Linked DNA regions of Rattus norvegicus: region 1 is linked to region 2. A link is a contact called in public Hi-C data. All regions are on one chromosome and are shown on one strand. Each heading gives the region's core, a stretch centred on a gene start, on an enhancer-like site or on the middle of the called end of the contact. The rest is flanking DNA. Distances are from core to core; before and after follow the strand shown.

Evidence for each region. Hi-C and Micro-C count contacts between places; a contact is called where the count stands out from the background.
Region 1: a Hi-C map of Schwann cells shows a contact between it and region 2, with 4 times the contacts expected there. The contact joins the promoter of Sfrp1 here to the enhancer-like site in region 2. A contact is called at or near these places in 4 of 12 Hi-C or Micro-C datasets (Schwann cells, hepatocytes, kidney and 1 more).

What each region holds. Positions count from the first base shown.
Region 1 is chr16:75,314,414-75,320,161 of GRCr8, reverse strand. It overlaps Sfrp1 (secreted frizzled-related protein 1), which reads left to right and starts at 3,426. Exons shown (of 3, transcript NM_001276712.2): 1 at 3,426-4,244. The coding sequence starts at 3,701.
Region 2 is chr16:75,211,251-75,216,981 of GRCr8, reverse strand. No RefSeq gene overlaps it. Among named protein-coding and RNA genes, the nearest start is that of Sfrp1, 100 kb to the left of the region's middle. Within about 2 kb of position 2,536, at least 9 of the 93 cell types and tissues checked have an H3K27ac peak or open chromatin away from gene starts, as enhancers often do. A contact at or near this core is called in Schwann cells, where this site is marked.

The DNA of each region.
Region 1 (5,748 bases), core at 2,177-4,676, 100 kb before region 2:
ACAAGACCATTTAGCAAAATAACAGTAGTAGGTTCCCTTTTAGGACCTTTGAGCTCTCCATCATGGCCCTTTCATAGGTTCACAGAACCAGGCCGGACTCTAAGGTTTTAAGATTATTTCCAGACTTTCTTATACCCAATGAGGGACAAGTCAATTGGTAAAGGAGTCAGGAGATTCAAAGTTACTCATTTGAAAGTGGACTAGAGAAGTCTGTCTCAGGACACAGTCCCATGTTTCATGATGTCTCACGCTAAGTACTATGTTGAGGCATTCCTACGTGACTGGAAGTGTACCTGGACCCCGACAATTCAATAAGGTTTTTTTTCTTCTTCTTCTTTTTTTTTTTTTTTTTTTTTTTTTTTTTTTTGTGGTGGGCAGGGTTTCACTGTATCGTCCTGGCTGGCCTCAGCTTACAGAGATCTGTCTGTCTTTGCCTTCTGAGTGCTGGCACCACTAGGCCAGGCCGAGTGTTCACATAGATGCTCTATAAACAGCAGAGCAGGTCACAAGCAGCAGAAGAAGCACGTGTAGCTCTGCATGGCAAACAGGCTCTATCCAGAAATGCAGAGTGTACTTCCAGGGATCTGGAAGCATGTTGCGGGCATGACTGAGGCCAGACAGGGGGCTTCCCAACTCTGAGGCTCATACCACCCTTTCTGTCTCATGTTAGAGCCACCACTACCTGGCTGTGGGCAGGAGCCCTCTGTCTTCAGCAGCTCTGCCAACCAGTGATCTGATCTCACTCCTGGAGAGAACGAAAGTTACTGGTGAAGCCGTAAGGGAACAGAAGAGGAGCCACGGCCTAGGGAGCTTCCTCCTCTCTCAGTTTTAAGTTCTCTGTGTGGAAAGAGGCTACCAGCAAGGCACTGGGAGGCTTCTCTGTGACCTCGATCTCCTGTCAACTTGGAGACTAGTGGATGTCCCCATAAGCTGATGTGAAGCAACAGAAAAGCTCTTTCCAATTTTCATGTACAGGCACCTCGCCGTGCGAGAAACCCAGAGCTTTCCCAAGGTGAGAAAGGAAAGGCAGGGGACAGAGCTCCATTTTATCCCTGCTCGCTTAAACTAGTAGGACAGCGAGAGGCCATGGCCTTCTTCTGGTTCTCAGTTCTCAAACTCAGAAACCAAGGTTCTGGGAGCGGTGCTAGGACAATAGCATTTTAAGCGTCCTTTGTTCTCGAATCTTCTCTTGTGTATGCACTATCAGAGGAAGGGAGATTAGATTTTCAAGTGTGAGATGGGCTGATGTGAAAACTGGGGAGTAGTCGCCGACTGCCTTGGCTGACGCTGTCCTGGAGTGTGTCCTATAGGGACGTTTTTCAACTCAGGGACATCTATTAGTGGGATCAACGCTCAGAGGTTTCCCTTCCCTGCTTATCCATCCTTCGAAGGATTCAGAAATATCCAACTACTGACACTGCCTATCCAACTAGATAGCTGTGCCCGTGGCTTAGCCCCAGAGGGCAAAGCAGAGTGGTGAACACAAGTGGGACATCTAAGTTAACAAGATGTAGTCTAGTTCTTCTTGTGAATGGCTGTATGACAACCTCTAAAGTCACCAGAGGTGGGGGGGTCACCTGCACCTGTCCCCAGCATTGTAGCAGAGGGTAGACCCAAATCCTTCTGCTCTTTGGGAGAATTGTACACAGGTGGGTGAGGGGCGGGTGGGTTAAACCTTGAGGCTGGGTTAAAGCAGAGGGCAAAGGTTGTTTGTCTACCAACACTCACCTTTCCGATGAATAAGCCAGACAGACATTTGAGCCCGGAAAGAGGATCTGGTCTGGGGAGAGAACAAGGACCCTCTGGCAGGCAAGCAGTTTCAGCCCTGACTTGAGACCCAGTTGCCTGGTCTCCTGCCCTCTATGCTCCCTGAAGAATGTGGTTCCTTAGCTTCCCAGGGAGGAGAGCACTGCAGACTGTTTTCTGGATTAACCCCTGGCCATCCACAGCCTTGCTCTGCATGACTTTATCCAAACCTGCTTGTTTGGCTCTGGGCGTCTTTCATTGGGCTAGGAAGTCCATGTTGGCCACCTGCTGCAGCTGCTTTCCTGCAGTGGAGTCCCAACATCAGTGTGTACGATCCTTTAAGAAGACATCCCTACCTCTTTGCACTCTCTGGAGCTTTAACTTGGAACGGAGAAATTGCATCTACAGAGTTGAAAGCAAGGGTCCCCAGGGCTTTAAAAACAAGCTGTCTGGGCCAGCAGCATCGTCCCACTGGGTTGGGCCTTGCAACTCGGAGTGGCAGCCCATTTGCCACCCAGTATGGCAGCACAGTGCATCCTCCGTTACCCCTCCACCCACCCTGAAGGACACAGAATGTATGAAGATCCAGAGAACTTCACGGACTGCTTGTGCGGTCTCTATTCTTGATCCCACCCCTAGCTCTCTGATTTTAAGGGGAGTATTTGGAACAGTCAAGCAATTCCCAGGAAGTGAGTAGTGTGTGTGTGTGTGTGTGTGTGTGTGTGTGTGTGTGTGTGTGTGTGTGGCGGGGAGCTAGAGGAAGACTCAGCTATTCTTGCTTGCCTTGCTTCTGCCTCATGGGGGGGGGGGCGGCGACACACCTTTGGTTTTGACCTCTGAATTAGCATGTGTATCTGACTGATAGAGTTGGTGTCCACCCAGTCATGCTGGTATTTTTAGTGCTTTGGCTTTCTAATCCACAAACATGTCGGGCTGTGTGTATGTTTGCGAACAGAGGTGTTGTCTGCAGAGCTGGGACTCGGATAGGGTCTTTAAAACATCGTTTAAAAATATAAAGTGTCCTCGGGAGCTAACACCTACGTGACCAGTGTTTTCCTCCGCAGCGAGCCCCTTTCCCGTTCTGCCTTCGGTCACCTGGAAAGATGTTGCATTTTTGAACCCAGCCAGAAACACCACCTTCTCTTAGTCTTTGCAAAAGCCCAGACTCGTGGGGGAATTTAAAAAGAGCTTCCGAAGTTCAGTTCGCCCATCCGAGCAGCTGGGAAGCAGCCTGCCTCTGACTTAAGATTAAAACCGTGGAGCGAAGGGCTGCTGGTCTGTTGCGTTGTTCCTTGGAACTAGGAAAGCGAGTAGAAAAGTCTTCACAACTGCATCGATTTGCAAGTCTTATGAAGAGTCTTTTTTTTTTTCTTCTTTAAACAAACCGACTCGCTTTAATTACAGCGTCCAACACCGTCTCCACCCACCCCACACTTCTAACTACTCTCTTCCCTTTGTATTTGCCTCCTTCGAAGTACTTGCTTAGTTTTGGGTTTTGCTTTTTTAAGGGGTGTTGACCTGGGTCTAGTTCTAGTAAACCGATCCCTCTGGCCGGCGCGGCGATTGGTTAACTGAGCGGCTGACTGACGCGGTGTGGAGAGCGGCTCCCGGCAGCGCGGAGCTGATTGGCTGCGCGCGGGAGATCCAGGGCTCGGCCACCCGCACACCGCGCACTCGAGCTGCAGCGCCGCAAGTAGGTGCAGCAGCCCGCAGCTCGCCGCGCCTCTGCGAGCCGGGACGGCACTCGGCCCCGCGCGCTCCCCGCCTCGCGCCAGCCCCGCCGCCGGGACCTGCGGCAGCCGAAGACCCCATCGATCAGAGACTCGGGGAGCAGCGCGCGGCCCCGAGCCGGACGGGGCCGGGCACTGCGCCTTTGTCCCCGGAGGCTCCGGGAAGTTTGCAGCGGGACGCGCGCGTGAAAGCAGCGTGGGCAGCCCCGACGTCGCCGAGCAGCATGGGCGTCGGGCGCAACGCGCGGGGTCGCGGCGGGGCCGCCTCCGGCGTGCTGCTGGCGTTGGCCGCCGCGCTGCTGGCCGCGGGTTCGGCCAGCGAGTACGACTACGTGAGCTTCCAGTCGGATATCGGCTCCTATCAGAGCGGGCGCTTCTACACCAAGCCCCCGCAGTGCGTGGACATCCCGGTGGACCTGCGGCTGTGCCACAACGTGGGCTACAAGAAGATGGTGCTGCCCAACCTGCTGGAGCACGAGACCATGGCAGAGGTGAAGCAGCAGGCCAGCAGCTGGGTGCCGCTGCTCAACAAGAACTGCCACATGGGCACCCAGGTCTTCCTCTGCTCGCTCTTCGCGCCCGTCTGTCTGGACCGGCCTATCTACCCGTGTCGCTGGCTCTGCGAGGCTGTTCGCGACTCGTGCGAGCCGGTCATGCAGTTCTTCGGCTTCTACTGGCCCGAGATGCTCAAATGTGACAAGTTCCCCGAGGGCGACGTCTGCATCGCCATGACCCCGCCCAATGCCACCGAAGCCTCGAAGCCCCAAGGTAAGGGTATGCCTTCCCACGCCCGTGAATCCCCGCGCCTAACCGCACTGGCCCCGGGCTGTAGAGGGGAAAGACCGGGCGCCGCGCACCGCAATCCGCAAGGTGTGCAGACCGGATCCCGAAAGCTTCTGGGAGGCCCAGACGCCGCTTGGCGCTTCTCCCGCCCCAGGTACTCCGTGATTCCTGGGGAGCCCCGGCCCGGGAAAGACGTGGAGCTGCCCTTCTTAAGCTCCAGTCTGGCGTTTTCCGTACCTGAAACAAAGCAAAGCCTAGGTTTTGAATAAAAGGAGGACGTCCATCTCTTCAGGGAGAGCGCGGCGTCCTCATCCAAAGCTGTTAACATCCGAGACAGACACAGTTCCCTTGGAAAACTACTCACTCAAACTACAAAAAACAAACAAACAAAAACAAAACAATCCCCAAACCTCAGACCGAGGGATTTATTTTCATGAGTTGGTAAACTTTTTTTTCCCTAAAAACAAAACAATCAACAAGAAGTCTCTCTGCTTAGCTTATCTTCCAGTCGTGTTGCAGAACTGGCTGAGGAAAGTCGTTTTAGAAAGCGCAACTTCTGTTTCTTCGCCTCCAAATTCAGGCAGCAACCTTGAGTTTAGCAAACCTCGGGGGGTTGCAAAAACCTCTCGTGCACCAGCCTTGCATACCCCCTGCCTCTCTCCTTCACACAAATCCTTAGGTAATTAGAAAGATAAAAATGTAATTAGCTCATTGTTTATCTCTTCCTGGGGGGGGGGGCGGTGAGGACCTGTAAATCGGGCGCTGCAAATACTGAACCCCGGGGGACCAGAATTTCTCTTGGGAAGCCCGTATTTAAAGGGAAATTTTTGCGTGAAAAGGAAAAAGAAAATCTGAAGACTCAAAACAAAACCAGAAACACACACAGAACCCATAGCTGCACACAGTATCCTGGTGGTATGAACCCTTACTGGGTTCATTCCTGTGGGGCGAGCCTCAGGAGTATGTAGCAGATGTTCTCGTACAGTGGTCCTTGTCTCAGAAGCTGGCACTGCCCCCCGCCCCCCGGCCGTTTCTGCAGAGGAGACTTGAGCTTATTTTGAAGTGTTGAGTGTCTTGGCTTTCTGAAGCAGGGTGTACAGCCCAGGCTGGTCTTGAACACAAATTCCTCCTGTTTTACTCTCCTCAGTTCTAGAATTACAGGCATGCACTCACTGCCAAGTGCCTCTTGTTGGTGCCTCATTTAGCTGCCTCAGAGTGAGGACTTGGGGTAGACATGAGGAAAGTTTGAAGGCTCCTATTCATTCTAGGGAGGAAGGTAGGTCCAAAGTGATTGCCCTTGTCTGGCGTGGGCCCCAGTCTGTAAGGTAAATGGTAGCCCTGGGCACCCCTGTCCTCAGGGCTGGTATGTGTAGCCATTTGAGGTGGCTCACTGGGGGTCGAGCATTTCCCTAGACCAGAGCCCTGTTCCTTCTATCCCCATAGAGCTCCCCCACACCCCAGCACCCTACAGACCACAGTTTCCTTTCTA
Region 2 (5,731 bases), core at 1,287-3,786:
TCATTGTACTCACTGTGCGGTAAGGACCTCCTTCCCATAGCTACTTCATCCTCACACATGTCTCCCGTGGTAGACCATGACAGTGAGCCTTCCAGAGACCATCTTATTTATTTTATTAAATATTCTTTGAGATTAGAATATAATTATATCATTTCCCTCTCCCCTTTCCTTCCTTCAAACATTCCATATACCCCTCTGGTTCTCTTTCGAATTCATGGCCTCTTTTTCTTTAATTGTTGTTACGTGTATGTGTGTGCATGTATGTATATACATACACGTATGTACACACACACACACACACACACACACACACACACACACACGATTTCCTGATTCTGCCAGCTAGGACAAAAATTCCTTATAGCTCACTGAATCCTGAGCTTCTAGATGCAAAGCTCACTTGATGAGTAAGTAAATCAATATGTTAGACATTAATTAATTAGCTGGGCATAGCAGTTCATGCCTGCAATCCAAGCACTTAAGAAGCTGGGCAGGAGGATTGCTATGAGTTTGAGGCTACACTCAACTACATAGTTTTTAGACCAGCCTGAGCTACGGAGTAAGACTTTGTCTCAGCAAACAACAACAACAACAGCAACAATAACAACAATTAAAATCAATGAAATAAAAAGTAGGGTTGGGGATTTAGCTCAGTGGTAGAGCGCTTGCCTAAAAGCTCAAGGCCCTGGGTTCAGTCCCCAGCTCCGGAAAAAAAAAAGAGTATCAGAAGATAAGTTCTGAAAGGATTTCCAACTCATTTCTCAAGTTTAAGTTCTTGGCCAACTTGAGCTTGTCTTCTTCACCTTCTATGTGCAGTCTCCCAATGGATCTATGTACGGATGGGAAGGTCTGTTCCTCTCCAATCTGGGGATACACCTAAATGGTAGCTCGACCTGCCTTCCCCATCCTGAATACCCCGTGTGGTTATCAGGGGGACAGATGCTCAGTGATTCCTGGCCACTGTACCTGTCCTAGGTGTCTCTCAGTGAGAGGTTTGAATTCAGAAGGACCTTACAAGTACAAATATGAAACTGTTTTGTTTTCTTCTTGGCCGTCTTCTCTCTGGTTAGAGATCTGGACCACCATTTTCTGAATTGTCAGTTTCCATAATTTATTGTCTATGACGGTCTCTGGTCTCTTGTGGCTGAACAGACTACCTGGCTGTCCCCATAGCATCTGAGCTTTATAAATAAAAGGCGAGGAGAAGAGCTCGATGATAGGTTACAAATCAGCAGCAGTGTTAAGATACGTGTCTTGAATGCCTTCAAAAGCCAACTCCCCCATTCTCCTGCTGTCTGAGATTAGGTCTCATATTACAGTTTGATAAAGCTATTTCTCTGTTTCCTGTCCTGGTTCTCCAATCACCCCATAAAAGGACCGGCCTGGAGAATCCAACAGGGTCACTCTATGGAGCAGAGACTTAGAGCAAATCTCAGAGACAAGGCTCTGAGCTGGATTAAATGCCAAATGTGGCTTCATTTCCAGGAACTTGGGAGGCCCTTGATAAATCCAAGCCTCTCCCCTTGACTGACCTGGCTGGAACTTTTGACACACAGATTACAAAATGGGCGTAATTACTTGGAGATATTAATGGGTTCTGTCATGTAAAATATTTGTAACAAAGCTTTTCCTTGAATTCCAAGCTGAGAGTTTTGACTCCTGGAGCCAAAGAATCCTTTGTTCTGAGGATTACATCACGGAACTATTTTTAGAGGCCAAGTCTGCTTTGCCAGGGGCCTGGGGTTACTGCCTTTCCCTGTCTGCCTTCCAACTCTACATTTTTTTTTGTGCCCCTTGTCCATTTCTCTTCTTCCCAGAGTTAATTAGATGGATGGTATGACCAAAGAGAAATGAAGGCCACCTGGGGTATAGGTGCCACCTCTGGGTGGCTCCAGAGGGGGAGCACAGGTACTATATATATATCATAAGACCATAACCCAGTAGAGAATGTTTTACGGTGTCTAAGTCCAGGAGTCTGGAAAGATGAAGGAGTCTCCCTTCCTCCTCTGTGCCCCGCTGAGAGAAGATGTACTTAGTTCAGCAATTAAGAACAACAGCCAGCCACGGAGGGTCTCTCTCTCTGCAAGATGGCTTTCTACGGCAGCAAGATCTGGTTTAGAAACAACAGGCCGATGAACAGAGGAACGACTTTCCTCAGCCAGGTGTGAGCAGCTCTAGCTTGGTCCTGTCCACTTTACCATCTTCATTCAATGTGGGCCTCTATCCACCAAGTCAGGACGCTGAGAAAGCTGAGGACCAGAGAGCCTAAGTCACTGTCCCTAGTGGTTGGAGCAGCTAGCCGACTCTTCTGGCTTTGAATGTCATGTTCTTTCCAGTCAGCCCAGCAGGGTTCCCTAGCTAGACAAGAGGAATTTTAGGAAATGCACATCTAAAGGTCTCAGCTTTGGCCTGGCTTGACCTACCTTGGGGACCAGCACAGTTGAGCCATATCCTTCAGCAGCAGCTGGGGACATCTTCCCTCTTACTAGACAGTGGTTACTGTTGCTATGTTCTCCCTCAAGTTCTAGAGGACAGTGCTTCTGTGGTGACTCAAAGCCCAGGGGCACACAGAATTACCAGTTCAGGGGCACAGTGCACTTCTGTGTGAATTAGCCAATGACATTTCCTTCAGGCAAAACCGTGCCACAGCAAGTCACACAACTTGAGGGAGAAGACCACAAAGGAATGTAGCAAGAACCCCATCATTTTGTGAGGAGTCAGAGAAGTTACCCATGGTGGGGATGAGGAGGGGGTTCTTCCACATAACCAGCCTGAATGGATAATCTGTTCTCTAAACTTTCCCAGATTATGGAAAGTATCCACCACCTTCTTTCACAGGTAGTAGGGCTTTTCACAAGAGAGCTAGGCTTTCCTGAGGAAGAAACAAGAGAGAGGAGCTCAATGCTCCAAAACAGAGGGCTTTTTATTGCTGTAAGTAGATCCCGAAGTAATGAAGGGATGCCCGGAGCCTGGTTCGTTGGGTGTCGGACCTGCATTTGATCTGTGCACTGGGATGGTAGTGAGGAGTTAGGGGGAGTGTGGACGGGCTGTCCACTGGAAACAACTCCTTCCTCTGGCTTAGAGGATGCCTGAGGCAGCAGAGCCTCCACATTTAGTGTCAGGGAGTTGAGCAGAAGGAGTTGAAGATAGGAGGCCCTTCTCTAAACTTTCTTATTGTGTAAATTCCAGCACACTGTTTTACAACTCTGAGGAGCAGAAACTGACAGGGGCTGAGCCAGACTTAAGCACATTAGGAAAAGAAAGAGATGGCTGGCTTTCTGGGCCAAGGATTCGTGAAATACATCTATACTGCTTATAAGTTCCAGGAAGGGTTTCAAGTTCACATTTATTCATCCCATTAACACTCTCCCAACCCCCTCACCTCCCACTGGCCTTCATGACCCAGATCCCTATGTAGGATAGCTTCTTACCTCATCCGTGCTTCCTAAAACAGTATGAGACTATCCTCTTGAAAGAAACTTTTACTACAACCAGTTAAAAGAATTTAATCTGATTTTACTCATAAAATGCTTATAGTGGATGCAAGAGAACTGACTGAAGGGGGTTTTTGTTGTGTTCTGTTTTTGTTGTTGTTGTTGTTGTTGTTGTTGTTGTTTTTCTTTGTTTTGTTTTTGTTTTACGTCCATCTTGACTCCTGGGAATGCTGGTAATCCCTAACTACCCAGGACAGTCTGGGGCAAGTGTTTGTGCAGTTTTGAGGAATGCTAGGATACCTAGAGATCTCCACTTGGTGGACTCTTGAGACTTGGAGTAGTCAGTGTGGGGTGACAACTTCTCTGAGAAAGGCATATGTTTTTCTTACCTCCCCATTCCCTATCCCCTGTGTCTCTGAGCAAGCTTCCTGGGCCCCATAGTTATGCATCTCAGCTAAGGAAGGAGAGAGAGTTCAACAGGAGGCTGAAATGTGGCTTTGATTCTCGTCTGACCTTGGAGGCCATCTTAAATGGATGACATTGTAAGGGAGGAGATTATTCTCCCCACAGAGGTCAAGGCTGCATTTGATCTGAGTTATTACTGTCCTGACCCTGTCCTTCCCCTGAGAAACCTGGAACTGATTCTGTGGGTGGTTTTAAAAATCCAAAGTAGTAAGAAATGTCTCCAGTTCTGAGTTCTCATGTGGATTATTTCCAGCATGTGCTACGGGTCTGAACAAAACTTAAACCAGGGTAGCAGCCTGCTTTATTCAACCATAGTTTAGACTTATTTTGAGCTTGTGATGCAAAACAAAACAAAACAAAACACGACAAAAAGACCCTACAAGGGTCTCCTCTAGCCTCTTGTGCTTTAATAACAGTTCTCCTTTTCTTGTATTGTGTGGAAATAGTCTGGAGCAAACCTTTCAGGGTGAAGATGGGCATTTCGTTTGCCTCTGTGAAGTTGGGCGAGGCTTCTTGGACCTCCTTGGTCCCTTGTCCATAAAAGCAGCACTCCCAAGCTGTGCACAGAGGCTGTGACTCCTGGCCTTGGTGCTGTAGGGCTGGCTGTGTTCTCCGAGATAGTCTGAAAGCTGGTGTCTGCTCAGTAGGTCCTCCTCTCCTCCATGTGCTTTCCGGAGCCTGCAGCTTTCTCATCCAGCCTGGGTGATGGAACCTGTTTGTCGTCCCACACCCAGAGGATTCTGTTAAGGACCCTCATTGGGCTTCCTTGACACTTAGTCAGCTGGGTACATTCATTCTTTGCCACTATCATTTGTGGGTTCCAGAAATTTCCTAGCCATGGCCCCAGGATCTTTGGCTCTGGCCAGAACTCTGCTCCTCCCTCCCCCCCCTTTTTTTTGTAAAGTTTACTTCTTGGCTATCTCCCTCTCAACCCCCGCTCTGCACATTTTGTTCTCTCTTTTCTTTCATCCGGGCAGATTTCCTCTCCTCTGGACAGGGAGTGTCCTCAAGAACAACAGAATCCCAGAAAAAAAAAATGAAGCCTCAGTGGCTTAAGGGTCAAGGGAAGCATAAGGCAGAACCACTGTCTGTCTGGAGAATTATTGGTGCTGAGCTTGCAGGGCTTGCCAAGTGAGGCAGGCCAGTGCTGAACATTTGCAGAGCTCCAAGATTAGCGAAGAGAAACACCTGGCAAAAGCTGGGGACAGTCGAGCTCAGCAGAGTGAAGTATTGAAGGGATGAGCGATTACGCTCTGGATACAGAGGAAGCAATGGGGCAATCGTTATTCTAGCCAACACCAGACACGGTTCAGGTTGGTTTGCCTTCATTGCTTTTGGGTTTGCAAGGGCAAGGCTTGGCCTTGATTCTGTCCACCAGGCTAAGCTCTCCGTGATACAAAAATCTTGGGAGAGAATAAGAAAGACGCGTTGGGCATTGCAAGCCAAATATCAGGGTCACTAGAAAAGAAGAACCTACCTAGAAGATTCTACACCACATGGCAGACAGCTGCACTGAATGGAGTACAAGCTTATGTGGCTTACTCCGAGAGCTTAGGTTTGGGGACATATTCTATGAATCTCCAAGCATGGCTGGACCAACTTCTGAAGGGTGTCAGAGAGGCAGGGTGACAGTGGGCTGGGGATTGTGAAATGTGCAAAACAACAAAATGGACCAGTTGGAATACAGGAATGGCAAGAAGTTGAAGCCAGCACTTAGGAAAGATTGTGTAACAGATGGAGAAACAAGCCTCCGCCTAAACCACAAGGACTTCTGGGATCATCTTGTCAGCAATTAGAATGTCACCACTTTCTTCTTCTTTTTTCTTGTTTAC